2 separate regions of the Zea mays genome follow, and region 1 is linked to region 2. A link is a contact called in public Hi-C data. All regions are on one chromosome and are shown on one strand. The core of a region is the stretch at or near the end of the contact, and the rest is flanking DNA. Distances in the headings are between cores, read along the strand shown. Region 1 holds the start of LOC100304236. Region 2 holds the start of LOC100191942.

Region 1 (6,019 bases), core at 1,908-4,407, 210 kb after region 2:
CCAGCAAAAGGGAGATATCAAAGTATTTTATGTTAGCATCGAGAACCAGCTAGCCGATATCTTTACCAAGCCTTTAGATGAGAAGACCTTTTGCAGGCTGCATAGTGAGCTAAATGTCTTAGATTCGCGTAACTTGGATTGATCTATAACATACATGTGTTTTATGTCTTTGATCATGTTTCTTTATGCATTTTGTTGTTTATTTATGGTGCTCAAGTTGTGCAAGCAATCCCCGGACCTCAAAAGTCCATGTGTGAGTGATGCACATATTTAGGGGGAGATGTGCTACAACTTGACCCTTTGAGACTAACCGTGTGCTTGAGTTTACTTAATTTAGTCTCAAAGGTGGATTGAAAGGGAAAGGTGAACTTGGACCATTTAAGACTTCCTCTGCACTCCGATGAGAGGGTAATTTACTCCAAGTTCATCTCCATGCTCTTATTGCCTTTTTACTCTTAATTGACGATTTTGGTGAGGCAATGGGGTTTAAGGGCTAATAATGATCCCGTTTTGGTGCTTAATGCCAAAGGGGGAGAAATTAAGGCCAAAGCAAATGGATCAGCTACCACTTGAGAACTTTGAAAATATTAGAGTTAGAACTTTTGATTTGTCAAAATACTCTCTTTGTCAAAATTTTGTCTCTTATGGGGAGAATTTATGATTATGGGAAAAAGAGGGAGTTTTTGGATCTTGATCATTTTCTCTTTTTGGATTATCTCTCTTTATGCCCAAATAAGTGAGTTTGATTTAGAGATAGGAAAATGAATTTGATTTGCAAAAACAAACCAAGTGGTGGCAAAGAATGATCCAAATATGTCAAATCTTGTAAAGGATATTTTTTTGTTCTCAATTGCATTGATGTTGCACTTCTAGTTGTTGCTTCTTGATGTGTTGACATAAATCACCAAAAAGGGGGAGATTGAAAGGGAAATGTGCCCTTGGGCCATTTCTAGTATATTTTGGTGATTAAGTGCCCAACACATATTGAGTGAGTAATTATATGCCAAATGATGGATGAAGTGAAAATCGACAAGAAGGTATGGTTCTAGACTTAGTACATTGGTTGTTGTGTACTAATATATTTGTCTAAGTGCTAGAATCAGAGAAAAGAAAAGAAGAAGAGAACTTGTCTCGAAGCAGCCAAGACTCAGCACAGTCTGGGTGCACCGGACAGTGTCTGGTGCGCCAGGCTGGGCTCTGGCGAACTGGCCACTCTCGGGAATTCGTCGGCGGCGTACGACTATAATTCACCGGACCGGTGAGCCAACGGCCGCTAGAGCAACGGTCGGCCGCGCAATCCGCGCGCGACGCGTGGCCCACGCCAACGGTCGGTTGGGGGCACCGGACTGTCCAGTGCGCCAACCAGCCCGAAGATCCAACGGTCGGCTGCGCCAGAAATGGAAGGAGATCCGCACCGGACATGCTACAGTGGCTGTCCGGTGGTGCACCGGACTGTCCGGTGCGCCACCCGACAGAAGGCAAGAATTTCCTTGTTGGGTTCCAACGGCTCCTAGCTGCCTTAGGGCTATAAAAGGGACCCCTAGGCGCATGGAGGAGTCAACCAAGCATTCCTTGATCATTCCTAAGCACCAAGACTCCATTCTCGCACATTCGATTCTTTGAGATAGTGACTTGAGCTCCATTTGAGTAGAGAACTCCTTGATTTGTGTTGTGAGCTCAAGTTGTGGCTTGTGTGCGTGATTATGCTTGTGCTTTGAGTTTTGTGTGTGTTGCTCTTCCCACCCTTACTTCCGTGCTTCTTTGTGATCATCAATTGTAAGGGCGAGAGGCTCCAAGTTGTGGAGATTCCTTGCAAACGGGAGAGAGTATAAGAAAGAAAAACACTTTGGTATTCAAGTCGATCATTGGATCACTTGAGAGGGGTTGAGTGCAACCCTCGTCCATTGGGACGCCACAACGTGGAGTAGGCAAGTGTTATACTTGGCCGAACCACGGGATAAATCACCGTGTCTCTTGTGCTTGTTTCTTTGTAACCATTGTGTTTCACAAGAGCTCGGTCCTTAGCCACTTGATTCCATTGTGCTAACACTTAACCAAGTTTTGTGGCTATAAGTTTTAGATTTTTACAGGATCACCTATTCACCCCCCTCTAGGTGCTCTCAATTTGGACCATATGAAAATTTAATGTCATTTTTTGACACTTTTCTCGGTGCCATAGCCTATGGCGCCGAGGTACCTGCTGCGCTGGCATAACCCGAACGCCGTGGCGCCGACGTGGCACCGAGCTCGGCGCCACAGATCTTGGCGCCGAGCTCGGTTGTTTAGAGGCTGACATCCCAGGCTTATCCGCCGTTGCGCCACGTCGTACTCGTCCCCGTAAAACAACGCCGCATGGTTGCGGCAGTGGTTGCCCGAGCGAATCCACGCTTTCGCCCGTTGTCTCCGGGGTAGGGGGCACTCCAGCGCCAAACGGAAAGCCCCATCAGCACTGACCACTCCCGATCCCACGTCCCGGCGTCCCCCCAATCCCTCTCCCTACAAAAGGCCACCGCGACGCGACCGCGTACGGGAGGTGAGCCGTGAGTGCAGGCAGGCTGAGCGAGACCGCGAGGGAGCAGCGAGCTGCACTGCAGCGGCGCAGAAAAAAAGAAATTTTGGAATAATTTTTTCTTCCCTTTGGCTCCGTGAGGTTCCTGTGCTTGCTCGCTCGCCTGAGCTTCGATTGAGCCGTACGTGGGCCGTCGTGAGCTCAATCACCGCTCTCCGGGAGCTTACGAGGGACGTCAGATGGAGCCGTACGCGGCGACGAAGGGCGGCGAGTCCGACGCCGGCACCGACCTGGAAGGTACGCGTGCCGCTCGGCCCGACCTCCTTCGCGCAATTGAGTCTCGTCGCTTCCGTGGGGTTTCGCCGCTTCGCTTATATAACCGAGCTCGGCGCCACATCGGCGGCACGATATCCAGGTTGTTCCAGCGTAACAGATATCTCGGCGTCATAGCCTATGACGCTGAATAAAGAGTCAAAAAATGACATTAAATTTTCGTAGGGTCTAAACGTGATTTTTTTTCGAAAAAAATGAGCCAAACTGGAAAAAAAATTCGGCGCGTAGCCGTCGCCCGTCGGAGCGTAGGCTCGAGGAGGGAAGGCATACCGGTGCCTCTCCACTTCTTCCGTGCACAGTGGAATCCTCAACCTCAACAAACCAAACCCCGGCCCCACACCTTCACCATGCTACCTCTCCCCTTTTTTTTCCCGATTCGCCCTGTCTTCCCAAGCCCTGCTTTGCCGCTAGCGACAAAACCCTAACCCTAACCGCGGGGATGGCGACGCAGTCGCACTCCTCCTCCGCTGCCGCGATAGACATGTATGAGACGGCCTCTCAGCCGGACGCCTCCGTTGCCGGCGACGCCTACACCTTCCTTGAGTTCAACACTCAGGGTGACGAATTCGACTACCCCGACTTTCCGGAGCTTTCTCAACCGCCGCCCCGATCGACGCCGCTGACGTCTTCCATCCCCGGCGCTGGCGCGTCGTCCTCGTCGTGGCCTGCCCCGCCGCCGCCGCCCTCCGACGCGGCCTCCGCTGAACCCGATCTCACGTCTCTGGACGTCCCCACCCCGCCGGCCTCCTCCTCCTCGCCGTCGCCGCGGTCTGCCTCCAAGGCGCGCTCGTTGGCTGCGGCAGATGGGCTCGCCTCCGGGGTAGCCGCACTCAGCTTCGAGGATCCTGTTGGAGCCGGCGCCGGAGAGGACGGGTACGACTACGGCAAGGGAGACTTCGTGGAACACGCCTGCCGGTACTGTGGGATCCACAATCCTGCATGCGTGGCGAGGTGCAACGTGCCCTCCTGCCGCAAGTGGTTCTGTAACTCGCGGGGGAACACCTCTGGCTCCCACATTGTCAACCACCTGGTTTGTTTACTTATCTTTTTTCATGGCATAGCTCATTTAGAATTTAAGACTACTCAGATGTTAATTTGTTGAGAATTGCTTAAAAACTGATTAATCAGAGTTCTGTCATACAAGTCTGTTGATAATTGTTTTTTAGAAACTGAACGAGTGAGATTTTGTCGTACAAATTTGTTGATAATTGCTTAGGAACGAACTTAGTGGGCTCTGTTTCACAATAGTCTGCTTTGAATCAATTCTAGGCCTTTTAGTTGTTAAAAGAAGACATCATGCTTTATTGGGGTGCACTTTATGGCTCTATAAGTAAACTATTGCTCAGATGTTGTAGCAAGTAGCAGCATGTCTTTCGTATTATATGCGGGGGTGGCTAAGGAGGTGATCGGTACCATCTTAAAATTGGTAAATTGATGCCATGAGTCGGTTAGTTAGTTTTTGTATTTTTCATGGTATGCCATAGTGTCGGTGTATCTAGTTGCTGTAATTTGTTAGCCATGCTGCATTGATGTGGCTTTAGACTTGGAAGGTTTTCTGGTGGAAATAAGTATAGAACTATAGATAAAATAACTCTGAGGAGAATGTCATGTTAATTATCTCTTGAATTAGGTTGAGAATAAGCAAATTTGTAGTATACTGTTGTATCTGTGGGAGACATTGCAATGGGAATGCGACGATTGCTAGATGTGCGTATTTGGTTTTGTTGTGCAGTAGCAGTATTAACTTTTGATTTTTTGTGCTAATGGAATGGTTGATACATTTTGTGAAAGTGGTTCCTATTGTTCAGACCCATTTGCAAAGGGTCCTTGGACATATTGTTTAAATAGTTGGTTAGGAAGCTAGCTGTATTTGCAGTGAAGACATTTCGTTCCTATTTGGTATCTAGGGTCTTAATTGTTAAGTCCCATTTGCAAGGTGTCACTTATACTGTCTAAATAGTTTGCTATCAGTTTAATTTAATTTTCAGTGAAGACCATCTCAAACCGTATGAGTAGGAGTGTAGAACACAACATTATGACAGCAACATGGATATAACTTTTGTTAAAAAAAATTGTCAACACATCTGTTTCTACAACTTATTATATTGCAACCCTGATTCCTTATTGAGAGGCTCTGTGGTGTTTCATAAGCAGCTTTGCTATCCTTTAGGCAACTCGCAGCATGCAAGCACACCATTGTCCTTGGACAGTGGACACACTTTTGATGTTTTGGCATTGTGTTGTGGTGGTTGTCCAAGCAAACCAAGGACTGGTACAAGTACATCCTGAAAAATGCTTAGTACAAAAGCTGAGGCATGGGTCCATTTAGAAGTGAAATGAAGGATGGAGAGAGTCTGGTGGGAGAACAGTGATGATATCCTATCAAGTTTATCTAGTTCTAGAAAGACTATGATTCTTCTCACCGAAAAGAACATATATATGTAAACCAAGCTTCAGTGGTTTGGCAATGCGTCAAAATTTCTAGCTTGATCTACGATGTCAAATGTCAATGCTCTAACAGTGAACGTTTGGCCTAGTTGATTATAAGCATATACTTGCTACCTACAGTCACCCATAAGCTTTGTATACAAATAAATGCATTGAGTGTAGGCTAGATCACTCATTCTGAATCATATGCTTATTGTGTTATTGTGTAAGAATCCACCTACCTTTACCCATTTAAATGAAACAAATTCAGTATACATGGTCATAACCATATGTTTATCATTTGCAGGTTAGGGCAAAGCATAAGGAAGTGTGCCTTCACAAGGATAGCCCTTTGGGAGAAACAATCCTTGAATGCTACAACTGTGGCTGTCGGAATGTATTTCTTCTTGGGTTTATCTCAGCAAAATTGGAGAATGTTGTCGTTCTTTTATGCAGAGAGCCGTGTTTAAGTGTTAATGCACTGAAGGATATGAATTGGGATCTCAGCCAGTGGTGCCCTCTTATTGATGACAGGTGTTTCTTGTCATGGCTTGTAAAGGCAAGGGTCTCATGATGATTTCTTAGGTTGTTCTGTCATGCATTTGTGCATAGCTAGGAACTTTCTGATGGTTGGACAATTTACTTTCTTCAGGTACCTTCAGAGCAGGAGCAGCTAAGAGCTCGGCAAATTAGTGCACAGCAAATTAACAAAGTGGAAGAGCTTTGGAAGACAAATCCTGATGCATCTCT
Region 2 (6,086 bases), core at 435-2,934:
GTTTTGGCAAACAAGTCCAACGGTTGGTGTGTAAACGATAGGTGCATACTCCTCAATGTTATCTATTAGTACCTATTGAAAAATGAGACAATACAAGGCAATCATTTTCGAAACAGAATTCAACAAGTTCTCAATCAGTTATGTTTGATATTGCAAGGGAAACAAAGTTAACACAGAAGGTGCATAACCACACATTGGAGGTGCAAACCAAAGATATTGTTCCTTAACAGAACATGCAACATCAACAGGAATAAGGATGTCACTAGATGAATGTGTGGACTGTGAAGGCGCACACCTTGTAGTACATCGTTTCATTTCTGTCATGCAATCTGTTAAGGATGCGCCATTTTGCCAATGGATAAGTATCAGACGGGCCATCTCTTGCATATCTCTGCAGCCGTTTCAGATCAAGCACTGTAACCAAAGTATAAATTAGATTTTAAAATAAAAATTGCAGAATGCTGTTACAGTCTATTTCAGTAATTATAATTTTCTCAAATGGCTTAAAGAGTTACTGTAAAGAGTAACCCAGCTGGCATACCACCCGGCAGTGATGCATCTCCTCTAGGCTCTAGCTCTAGCTCTAGCAGTGGATAAGAATCGAGCAACTTCCGCACTTAAGCTTTCGAGCCATAAATATGTTTAGTACTTTATTGTAAATTTTTAATTGTAGGGAAGCTTTTCTGTAGGGTTTAGGGTTTATAGCTTCTACAGATAGTTGAGGCTATAAAGGTCCATCAGTGATTCTAGAAACGATCATAAGAAATTAGCACCCGTATCATCCTAAAGCTAAGCAATTGGAGCACTGGTTGAGCTGACTCAATCTCCAAAGTCCAAACCTCAAACTAAACTCCAGGGATGACCCAACACCAAGACCACATTCGTAGAAACATCATTTGCACATTATAGCGGCCGATCCAATTAGATCCCCAGCGATTCATGCATCAGGTAGCAAACTCCAAAAGCCAGAGCAAGCAATGAAGCGGCTCGTCGACGGGGCACACGTACTGAATCTGTCGATCTGCTGCTGCGAGGAGACGACGTTGGGCGGGAGCAGGCCGCGGAGGCCGAGGCGGTCCCTCTCGGTCATCGAGAACGCCGTGCCCTGCAGCAGCCAGCAGCGTCACAAGTTCAGAACCCCCAAGAGCGCGAACTAGACAGGGTCACAGGGAGCACCACCGCCCGCCCGCCCGCGAGCAGCCGGTGGGAACGGAACGGAAACCGAGGCGTACCCGGTTGAACCAGGGGTCGTGGAGGATGTCGGGGCCGCGCTTGTGGAGGACGACGGGGCGGTGGCACTCCGACGTCACATACTCTCGCGGGTGCTGGGAGAGGCGGCGCAGGCGGTCCGGGGCGAGGGATCGCCGGAGATTCCGCGAGATGGACGACATCCCCGCGCCGGCTCCTGTTTCTCGGGGAGGCTTCGGGCGGTGGCGTCAGTGGGTATCGGCGTACGGGAGAGTGGAGACGTTCTACCCTTTACAGCCGACAATGCGTTTGCCTTTTGCCCAAATTATTCTCCAGCGCCGCAGCGCGTGGGAGGAGGGCGACGCTGGACCCCGGGGACGGAGGTTTGCTGGTCGTGGCTGATGCTGACAACTGACTGCCTGCCCGGATTGGTTCGTTGACGCCGGGCTGCCGACGAGGAGCCAGATCTGCCCGCGTCCGCACTTGTTCGTACGAACAATTTCCGGCCGATCAGGCGCGCGCGCTGGAGCAGAGAACGGTCAGAGGCAGACCTAACGATTTGTTTGTAAAAAAGAAGAAAGTTCGCTTGGATTCAACTATCCAAGTGAAGTGAAACACGTTCTACTACTTTGTACACTCGCTTTCCAAAATGAATCCAATTATCAATTATTCATTTTGTGACTGTTAAAATGACCGTTAAAGTAATTTATGTTTTATTCATTTTAGTAAATAAATTCATGTTTATGACGTTAAATCAATTTAATATTAAAAAATTATAATTAATTGGATAATATTTATTCGGTGTTGTAAATATTGGAAATAATAATGTGATCATTGTTATTTGGATTTAGTTAGACTTAATCTAACTTTGAATATAACAAATTTTATGATCCATAATAAATACTAATGCAATAAAATATCGATCTTGTATGGAAAAATAATGAGAGATTAAATCGATTTGAATATACTCCATCTGTCACAAATTATAATTCGTTTGACTTTTCTGTGTCACGTTTGATTGACTCATCCTATTCGATTTTTTTAATAAAAAATAAAAAGTCATATTTAGAGTATATTATATGCTAAATAATATCACGGCAAAAATTAACAATAATTATGATTTTTTGGATAAAACGAGTCGGTCAAACTTAGAGTAAAAAAAGACAAACGAAATATAAATTGGAATGGAGTGAGTATTAAGGTGTACTATGAGTTCAAGAAAGACGCAAATCAAGTCATATATCCACACGTGTCGCGATATAAGCAGACTTGAATGAGCTATTTTATGATATGAGTGATATAGAACCAACGGAGGTTTGCGTGTGCATGTTTACAGGGAGTGGTAAGAGGAGTGGTAAGAGCGATATGCGATAAAATGAGGGACGAAAGAGGATTTAGGTGATGGAGGGGCAGAGGAGGGCATAAGATGTAAGGACGAAAAATACAGATTTTAGTTATATATATATATACATACATTAGATCTCTAAATAATGATGAATCTATAGCAAATTAGAAGGGAGTGTGTTTATCTTGCTTGTGCAAGGATATATAGGAGGGGGTAACCTATGGTGTTCTGGTGAGCTAAGAGTCATGGTGTTTTTTTTGTGTTAGAGGGGGATAACATGTGATAGTCTCTTGAGCTAAGATTCGTTGTGTTCTTTTTGTCTAGTCAATATTGTTTTGTTAAGCTTCGAAGGTTTAAAATATTTTTTTGAAAGTTTCATATATTTCTTTGGAAGTTCTGAACCTGTGCACTTGTTTCAAGAACTAATTTTTTCAAGTCCCTCTCTATTATACTTCCTCTATTGTCTATTGTCTCGTCGTCATTGTTCCCTCTATTACCACAAGTTAAAAGGTTTTAAATTTAAATAAATATAGCAATAACATTGTCGCTGATACAACGCTAGAGTATCAATGGTATCATAGAAGAGATAGAAAGAGAAGCATTGCGTAAGTTTTGGCATCGTATGATATTGATGTGAAGTCATGACATCAAAGCCTTAACACGCATATTTTTATATAGGTTCAGACCGCGGTGTACGTAATACTATATGTCCTCTTTGATGGATGTATTTACTTTGATGGAACAAGTTACATAACCAAAAAGAACTAGAGTCAAGCTCACTATATATACTTCTAAGCCATTTGCTTCCTCTATGTTCTGTGTTCCTTGTTGTTGTTAGGATAATAGACTATGATGAATGCCCTAGAGTGAATCTTGGATCAACCCCTTGAGTGTTGATATCCGCTCACTTTTATATCTCAAGAAAGCGGCAAAGCTTACATGCATGTTCTACTTGTGGGCTCTACTTATCATCAAACCAACTACGTATGTCCCATTCTAACCTTGTACCTGTATAATAGCATAACCTATATACATGGAGTGCACGTCGGACGTATGCTGACACTTATCATTCTTTTTTAGGTGACGTCCCATATGGCTCTTAGAGAGTTAGAGTGAGGACGAGGGCCTTAATGGTGCTAGTACATCGTAATATGAGTTTTAGAATGATTCCTTATACTTTTGCTGCATGAACGACCTAGTCATGCTATTGTGATTATTTGGAGAAATATTTTGGAGGAAATATTTAGAGAAATGTCGGTAGAATATTTAAATATTATTTATGGAAAGAATTTGAAGAGGGTCACTAGGAAAAAATATTTCTAGGATATTTTGAGGAGAATTTTGGAGAGAATATATACCACTATATTTCCTTTGTTGAGATCAACTCGCAAACAAATATTTTGAAATAAAATTTAAAAATTTATCTTGAATTTAGAACGAGTTTGAGAAATTTTCTAGAATTAAATTTTTAGGGTGCTACATCTGTACCACCTGGTATGATGCAGTTAGTAACCAGAGCAACCTTTTGTACTTATTGTATTTCATGGTATATTTCGCGTGCGCACACATGTCGACATGATTGATGCATGTACATGAAAGTCGCCTAGGGGGTGAATAGGCAAATCTGAAATTTATAAACTTTAAGCACAACTACAAGCCGGGGTTAGCGTTAGAAATAAGATCGAGTCCGAAAGAGAGGGCGAAAACAAATCATAAGCAAATAAGACGGATGACACTGTGATTTGTTTTACCGAGGTTCGGTTCTTGCAAACCTACTCCCTATTGAGGTGGTCACAAAGACCGGGTCTCTTTCAACCCTTTCCGTCTCTCCACCGATCACAAAGACCGGCGAGCTTTTCTCTTCAATCAAATGGGTCACTTAGACCCCACAAGGACCACCACAACTTGGTGTCTCTTGCTTTAATTACAAGGTGTTGAGAATAAGAAATGGGGAAGAAGAAAAGCGATCCAAGCATAAGAGCTCAAAGAACCCGAGCAAAACTCTCTCTTCTAGTCACTAATTGCTTTGAGTGGAATTGAGACTTGGAGAGGCTTTGATTCAATTGAATTGTGTCTTGTATTGAATGCACTAGCTCTTGTATTGAGTGAGATGTCTAAAAAACTTGGATGCCTTGAAGTGTGGTGGTTGGGGGTATTTATAGCCCCAACCAACAATGTGGCCGTTGGGAGGGGCTCCTATCGATGGGCACACCGGACAGTCCGGTGCGCTAGCCACGTCGCCCAACCGTTAGGGTTCGACCATTGGAGCTCTGACATGTGGGGCCATCGGACAGTCTGGTGGTGCACCGGATAGGTATTGTTCACTGTCCGGTGCGCCTTCTGGTGCCTGCTCTGACTCTGCGCGAATTGTCCGCGCACTGTAGCGTTGTCAGCCGACCGTTGAACTCGACTGTTGCGCTGGCGACCGTTGCTCCGCTTGGCACACCGGACAATCCGGTGAATTATAGCGGAGTGGCTCCCCAGAAACCCGAAGCTGAGTAGTTCAGAGTTGATTTCCCTGGTGCACAGGACACTGTCCGGTGCGCCAGACCAGGGCAGCCTTCGGTTGGTTTTGCTCCTTTCTTTTTGAACCCTGTCTTGGACTTTTTATTGGTTTGTGTTGAACCTTTGGCACCTGTAGAACTTATAATCTAGAGCAAACTAGTTAGTCCAATTATTTGTGTTGGGCAATTCAACCACCAAAATCATTTAGGAAAGGTTTAAGCCTATTTCCCTTTCAATCTCCCCCTTTTTGGTGATTGGTGCCAACACAAACCAAAACAAATATATAAGTGCAGAATTGAACTAGTTTGCATAAGGTAAGTGCAAAGGTTGCATGGAATTAAACCAAATACTTTCATAAGATATGCATGGATTGCTTTCTTTCTCTTAATATTTTGGATCACGCTTGCACCACTTGTTTTGTTTTTGCAAATGTTTTTGGAAATCCTTTTTCAAAGTCTTTTTGCAAATAGTCAAAGATATATGAATGAGATTTCGAGAAGCATTTTTAAGATTTGAAATTTCTCCTCCTGTTTCAAATGTTTTTCCTTTGACTAAACAAAACTCCCCCTTAATGAAATTCTCCTCTTAGTGTTCAAGAGGGTTTTTACAATTTGAAAGAAGATCAATTATTTTAGATACCAATTTTTGAAAAAAAATCCTCTTTTAAACATTTTAGTACCAATTGAGATAGAATTTCTTAGAGGAATACTAATTTCAAAGATACCAATTGAAAACATTAAAACTTAAACTTTGTTTTGAAAAAATCTGAAATTGGCATGGTGGTGCGGTCCTTTTGCTTTGGGCTAATACTCTCTTCCCCTTTGGCATTAATCGCCAAAAAAGAGTCTTTAGAGCCATTTTTACTTTCTCCCCAATGGTACAAATGAATATGAGTGAAGATTATACTAAAGTGGAGAGCAATGCGGAGTGACAGCGAAGGGTAAATAATGCGATGGAATGGAGTGGAAGCCTTGTCTTTGCCGAAGACTCCATCTCCCTTTCAATCTATGACTTAGCATGAAATACACTTGAAAACACATTAGTCATA

What was found. A called contact is a pair of places that touch in the nucleus more often than the background predicts.
Region 1: a contact with region 2 is called in a Hi-C map of leaf, with 7 times the contacts expected there. The contact joins the promoter of LOC100304236 here to the promoter of LOC100191942 in region 2. A contact is called at or near these places in 8 of 25 Hi-C or Micro-C datasets (bundle sheath, ear, endosperm and 2 more).

The regions. Positions count from the first base shown.
Region 1 is chr7:159,429,643-159,435,661 of Zm-B73-REFERENCE-NAM-5.0, forward strand. It overlaps LOC100304236, which reads left to right and starts at 3,158. Exons shown (of 29, transcript NM_001361390.1): 1 at 3,158-3,872; 2 at 5,577-5,828; 3 at 5,922-6,019. The coding sequence starts at 3,282.
Region 2 is chr7:159,221,954-159,228,039 of Zm-B73-REFERENCE-NAM-5.0, forward strand. LOC100191942 reads right to left here and starts at 1,685. Exons shown (of 19, transcript NM_001361608.1): 1 at 1,233-1,685; 2 at 1,009-1,105; 3 at 296-414; 4 at 1-72. The coding sequence starts at 1,391.